Linked DNA regions of Mus musculus: region 1 is linked to region 2. The links are chromatin contacts, called in public promoter capture Hi-C maps. All regions are on one chromosome and are shown on one strand. Each heading gives the region's core, a stretch centred on a gene start, on an enhancer-like site or on the middle of the called end of the contact. The rest is flanking DNA. Distances are from core to core; before and after follow the strand shown.

What was found. Promoter capture Hi-C pulls out the DNA fragments that hold promoters and counts their contacts.
Region 1: a promoter capture Hi-C map of embryonic stem cells shows a contact between it and region 2, with 4 times the contacts expected there. The contact joins the enhancer-like site here to the promoter of Dnajb12 in region 2. A contact is called at or near these places in 7 of 39 promoter capture datasets (the 3T3-L1 cell line, embryonic stem cells, frontonasal cranial neural crest and 3 more), 1 of 15 datasets of contacts at CTCF or cohesin (large pre-B cells), 5 of 484 Hi-C or Micro-C datasets (CD8 T cells, the HL-1 cell line, group 2 innate lymphoid cells and 2 more) and 6 of 115 datasets of contacts at active chromatin or transcription factors (double positive thymocytes, embryonic hindbrain, embryonic limb bud and 3 more).

What each region holds. Positions count from the first base shown.
Region 1 is chr10:60,132,836-60,135,535 of GRCm38.p6, forward strand. Spock2 (sparc/osteonectin, cwcv and kazal-like domains proteoglycan 2) reads left to right here. Exons shown (of 11, transcript NM_052994.2): 11 at 1-1,079. Among named protein-coding and RNA genes, the nearest start is that of Mir6906, 7.4 kb to the left of the region's middle. Within about 2 kb of position 1,311, at least 13 of the 459 cell types and tissues checked have an H3K27ac peak or open chromatin away from gene starts, as enhancers often do. A contact at or near this core is called in embryonic stem cells, where this site is marked.
Region 2 is chr10:59,878,297-59,880,996 of GRCm38.p6, forward strand. It overlaps Dnajb12 (DnaJ heat shock protein family (Hsp40) member B12), which reads left to right and starts at 1,287. Exons shown (of 9, transcript NM_019965.3): 1 at 1,287-1,514. The coding sequence starts at 1,382.

The sequences.
Region 1 (2,700 bases), core at 61-2,560, 250 kb after region 2:
ACACTGAGCAGCTAGGCCCTGATGCCATGCCTCAGCACGCCCTCAGACCTCCAGGCCGGGTGGAAGGGGCTTTTACCCAGATGTCCTGTGGGGTTTTGTGTGTCTATTGCTCCCCACTTCCCCCTCTCAAAGGAAATTTCCTTGATATATTTGATGAAGAATTCCTTACCTGGGCCTCTGATACCCTTTGGTACGCGTACGTGTGTGTGGCGCGTATACGTGTGTGTGTGTGTGTGTGTGTGTGTGTGTGTGTGTGTGTGTGAGAGAGAGAGAGAGAGAGAGAGAGAGAGAGAGAGAGAAAGAGAGAGAGAATGAGAGAGAATGAGAGAGAGAATACCCGAGGGCCACCCTGATGCCCAGGAAGAGTGAGGGCAGCCCCCTGTGTGGTGGAAGAGGCTGGGCAGCTAGCTACTGGGGACCTTGTGCTGAGGCTTCCAGGACAAAGCCCCAGTCTGGCTCTCCCCCAGCCTCTCAGGGGCACTGGCTGGTCACATCCACTGAGTATTGATCGGTTGGACTTTAGGGAAGAGCCTCCTCCTTCCCATTCCTTTCTGCCACCCTGGAATGGCCACCTTAATCGTCATCTCCTCGGGGGGAATACGGAAATGTCACCAAGCTCCATAAAGTGCTTCTCATTCCACGACACAGTTCTGACTCTCCGGGTGACTGTCACCTGCTCCCATCCTCTTCTTCCTCCCTCCCTTCCTCAGACCTCTGCAACCATCCTCTGGTCCCTGGCTCAGTCACATCAGCCCTCTGCATTCTAGAAGCAGCCATCCCGCCCCCCTCTCTCCTCCCCCTCCTCCCCTTCCTCCTCCCTCCAGCTGGAGTTACTTGAAACTTCCTGCTCTCGCTAGGATGGAGTCTGATTCTTTCTCTGCCCCAGCTGGATTTCCAGAACATCCCCGGGTAGCTGTGAAGGATTTTAGGCTCTCTGGGGTGGGGAGGGGGTGGTGTAGAGGAAGACGCATCCCCTTCTTTCACCCTGCCCCGCCCTGCCCCGCTGGGGAGCTATGCTCTGTGTGTCCCTGGATCTTCTGGTTTTGTATCTGATGTAGTAAACATGTTTTAGTAAGAAAGCAGAAGGCGTGGAACTGTGGCAGGCCCCAGGGGTCCAGAAGTTTGTCCCTCTCTAAAACGCTCCCCACCCCATACTGCTTTTCACCCCACTGAGACCGAGTCCCACAAAGGTAGGCAGAACAGCTGTTCCTGGTGGGGCTGAAGGTTCCCAAGTAGCTTCTAGTTAAGCAAGCTTCGTGTTTCCTCAGGAGCAAGGTCACACAGGTCAGATTATTGTCGGTCCTGCGGGCCTCATCCTTGAATAAGCTGCCTGCCCAGTTCCTCCATCCGTGTTCCTGCCTGCTCCCGTTCCCTTGTTGCGGGCAGGAGAGGTAGGGCTGTGTTGGAAAGAGTTCAACCAAATTACGGCAGCACCACATCTTGCCGAGCCCTGGAGCTGCCCTACTAAGAGCCTCCTTAGCCCTGGGTGCTGGGAAGGATGGTGTACGTTGGGGAAGTTTGAGGTTGGAGAGAGTAAATGTGCCTTGAGAGACCACTCAGAGGTCCCAGGAGGAACGGGGGCGGGGCTTAGCCTGGGAGTTCTGGCAGGAGGCAAAGTTGGTGAGAGTCCTGGGACATCTTACCCCCAGTGTTCCACAGGAGTCGTGACCACGTGTGATGGGTGGGCACAGGTCTGCCTTGCTCCAGCCCCCTCCCTTGGTTTCTGTTGGTACCCATTTGGCTTTTATCTGCTTTCTGCTTCACCACTAAGTGCGTAGGTGGGGTCTTTTGATATCGGCTCCCCAAAGCCCAAGCCCACAGCCCTAGGAGAGAACCAGGGGCCCATCTTTGACACCTGGGCCATCACGAGCCCTCCCGCCTGCAGTTGTCCTAGGGAAAGACCTGGGGGTGCAAAAGGAGATTCAAGACATCCGTACCAAGTCAGGCAGAGCTACCCGCTTCTCAGCCCGTGTCCCACTTAAAACCGTCCGATGTGTAATCACTGAGCTTAGAGTTAAACATTGTGGTCAAGTGCTTGGGTTCCGTCTGTAGATTTAAGTGCTGACGTTGTATCTCTCAGTAATTTTAGATGTCTTTTAAAAAATCTGAACAAGTGTTAGACCCGTGTGTGCGTTGGTGGGCACTCAAGCATCCCGTGGGTGACCCCATTCTTTCCCCTTCCTCTGCGCCACGCCCCCTCCTGCCCCGCCCATCCCCACCTGCCTCCACCCGGGACCCTCACCTTGCTGTGGTCTTTATCTGCCTATTACTCAGCCTAAGGAAACAAGTTCACTCTACACACGCATAAAGGAAAGCAAATGTTATTTTTAAGAAAATGGAAAATAAAAACTTTATAAACACCACCTGCTGAGAAACCTTTGCTTATTCTGCCTTAGTGTTGTCTTAAGAGTAGATCTTGGCAGATGAGACCCTGTGGTCCAGACTATCTCAGTTAGCTCTGTGCTCTTACCATTGCAAGAGAGACCTTGGAGAAGGCCAGCCTGATTCATCCACAGAGGACCAGGCACAGTGTGAAACGCTTAGCATTATTGCAAAGATGCCTCCCGTCTAAATTAGCCTCTCTGTCAGTAAGCATGCCCCTACGTCTCAGCTACAAAGCAGAGATAAAGCCAGATTGTGTGTTAACACATCATGGACTCTTCCCTGTGGTTTTTCCTTTAATTAAAAAACATCACATTT
Region 2 (2,700 bases), core at 37-2,536:
CCCTCCTCTTCCCCTGCCCACCTCCTTTCCAACCCTGCTCCATCCCTCCCTCTACCCCTGTGACTATTTCATTTCCTCTTCTCAGTGAGATTCAAACATCCTTTCCTGGGCTCTTTTTGTTACTTAGCTTCTTTGGGTCTGTGGATTGTAGAATGGTTATCCTGTACTCTATCTATGGCTATAATCTACTTATAAGTGAGATACCATGTTTGTTTTTCTGAGTGTGGATTATCTCACTCGGATGATCTTTTCTAGTTGTGTGTGTGTGTGTGTGTGTGTTTATATGTTTTATATGTTTATGTTATATATTTATGCTTTATATATATGTATATGTGTGTGTATCTGCAACTCGATGAATATATATTCACCGAGTCTCACTTGATTATAACAGCTGCTCTTTAACTTTTGTTTGTGTCTGTTTCTCGAGACAGAGTTTCTCTTTGTACCTTTGGCTGTCCTGGAACTCACTTTGTAGACCAGGTTGGCCTTGAACTCAGAGTCCTTCTGCTTCCCAAGGGCTGGGATTGAAGGCTTACACCACCATCGCATTGCACCCTTTAACATTCATTTGGTTTATTGTAGTTTCTTGTGAAAGACCATAGTGCAAGGGCTAAGAAATAGCCAGGAGATTTAGCCTAGTGGAAGTCATTGGCAACCTTCACTAAGTTGCTGTCACTTAAGTGGGAGGTAGGCTGAGCTGCATCCTGACTGGTGTGACTCTGTAGTGACTCCTGTAAACTCCTCCTTAATCCCCGCAATAACTCACAACGAAAATCCTTATGCGGAGCCTTTCCATCTGTTATTTCCTCCAGTCGAACCACCCTTCCTCCAATCACATGTTCCTGTTTCTTTAGAGTTCAGAGCCTGTAAAATGAGTTTCTGATATATTAAGCTATCTTAAATGGTAGCCCTCCCTTCCATCCCTCTACTTTTCGATATTTGCCTTGACTGTGTCACTATCTGAATGTTTCCGTTTACTTGACTTCTCCCCACCCACGAAAGCTCTGTGAGGACACGGTTTTGTTTTGATACCACTGCCACATCAGACAGCAGCGTCTGACAATCGGTAAACATCTGTACGATTCACAGATAGTCGGACTGGAACGCAGAGGCTACCACCCGAACGTGCGCGCACACTCAACTTCAGCATTTGCGCTCTAGAGCGCCCGCGCGTTCTAGCGCCTCCGAACCGAACGCCCCTTTCTTAGGAGACATACGGTAGGGCTTCCGCCCGGGTTCAACCCTCACTCAAATCCCGGGAAGGAGGGGCGGAGGGTTATGTCATCCTTCCGCGCCGGCCTGCCCCGCGACGCGCCGGCGGCTGGCGCAGCCCTTCGCTCGCCCGGCCTCCCCCTCCCTGGTTCCGTGCTCGGGTTCCGCCATGGAATCCAACAAGGATGAAGCCGAGCGCTGTATCAGCATCGCCCTCAAGGCCATCCAAAGCAACCAGCCCGAGCGGGCGCTGCGCTTCCTGGAGAAGGCGCAGCGGCTCTACCCGACGCCACGAGTCAGCGGTGAGTGGGAGGCGCCGCAGGGACCGAAGGGGGCATTAGCACGGATCGGGGGACCACGGGAACGGACCGACGGGAGCAGTTGGCGGAGGGGGGAGGGGTGGCGAGGCGCGGCTACGCCTGCGCACTGGCGCGCGCGGGTGCTGCTGGGATTCGTAGTCCAGCGGTGCCGCGGTCTCTAGGATGCTGGCCCCCTGGAGACCCCCGAGGGCCCGGCTCCCAACCCCTTCCCAGTGCTTGTGGAGGCCTCTGGAATGTGAGGTTTCTGGGAAGGAGACGCGCTGGGAGACCCGGTGAAGAGGACTCTTGTGGACGCGAAAGCGAACTACTTCTCCCAGAGGGCTGTTCGGTGGCTCAGGGCCACTGGCCGGCCTGGGAAATATTATAGTTCAGGAAAATAAACATAACTATTCTAAGGGAGAATGGGTTCTAGAGAGGGAAGGAATTCATTCGCTCCAATCAGAGAACCCTTAGCGAAATAAGACATTCCAACTCGCAGTCCTTCCTGCAGTCTCTTGAAAGCGGTGTTTCGGAGTGGATGGATTGTTGAAGATCCCAGTGTCAGCCACCCTATCCCACCTTCTTCCTCAGCAAGCCCGGGTGGCGGGTCTTATGGACTGCTACGGCTGCTGAGCTCCAGGTAGCTAATAGCCTAGGTCTGAGACCTCCCAACCCAGGGAGGGAATAGTGATCTTGTCTTCGCTACCCAATCGTCTCACTTTACCTGGTAACCTCCCCCTCATTTTTGCGTTTGTAACCGAAGTGACCAAAGAAAATTTTAATACCAGCTGGGAAGGAGAAAGACACAGGATTTGTTTCTGTGGAGTTAGTAAACTCTCTGACATGTAGCAGACTTTCAGAATTAAGAGACCCACATCTCATCGTGAGCTTGGGTTTCCCCATCTGGAAGTTCAGGAAGTTGGAACAGATAATGTATATAAACAAGAATACCCATAGTGCTTTTCTGTGTAGAAAGTTCTTTCTCGTGTGTTTTGCCACCTGATCCTGTAAAGTCAGGAAGACAGAACACCACCCTTCTATCTTCTCAAGATGAGGAACTAACTCATCGATAAGCGTCTTAGGATGTGACACAGCTAGAAAGTGGAAAACCCTGAGATTCCATACGTGTTTATTAAAATGAAATGAAGACGCAGCAGCCAGCCTCTCACCTTCCCTGCCCAGGTTTGGA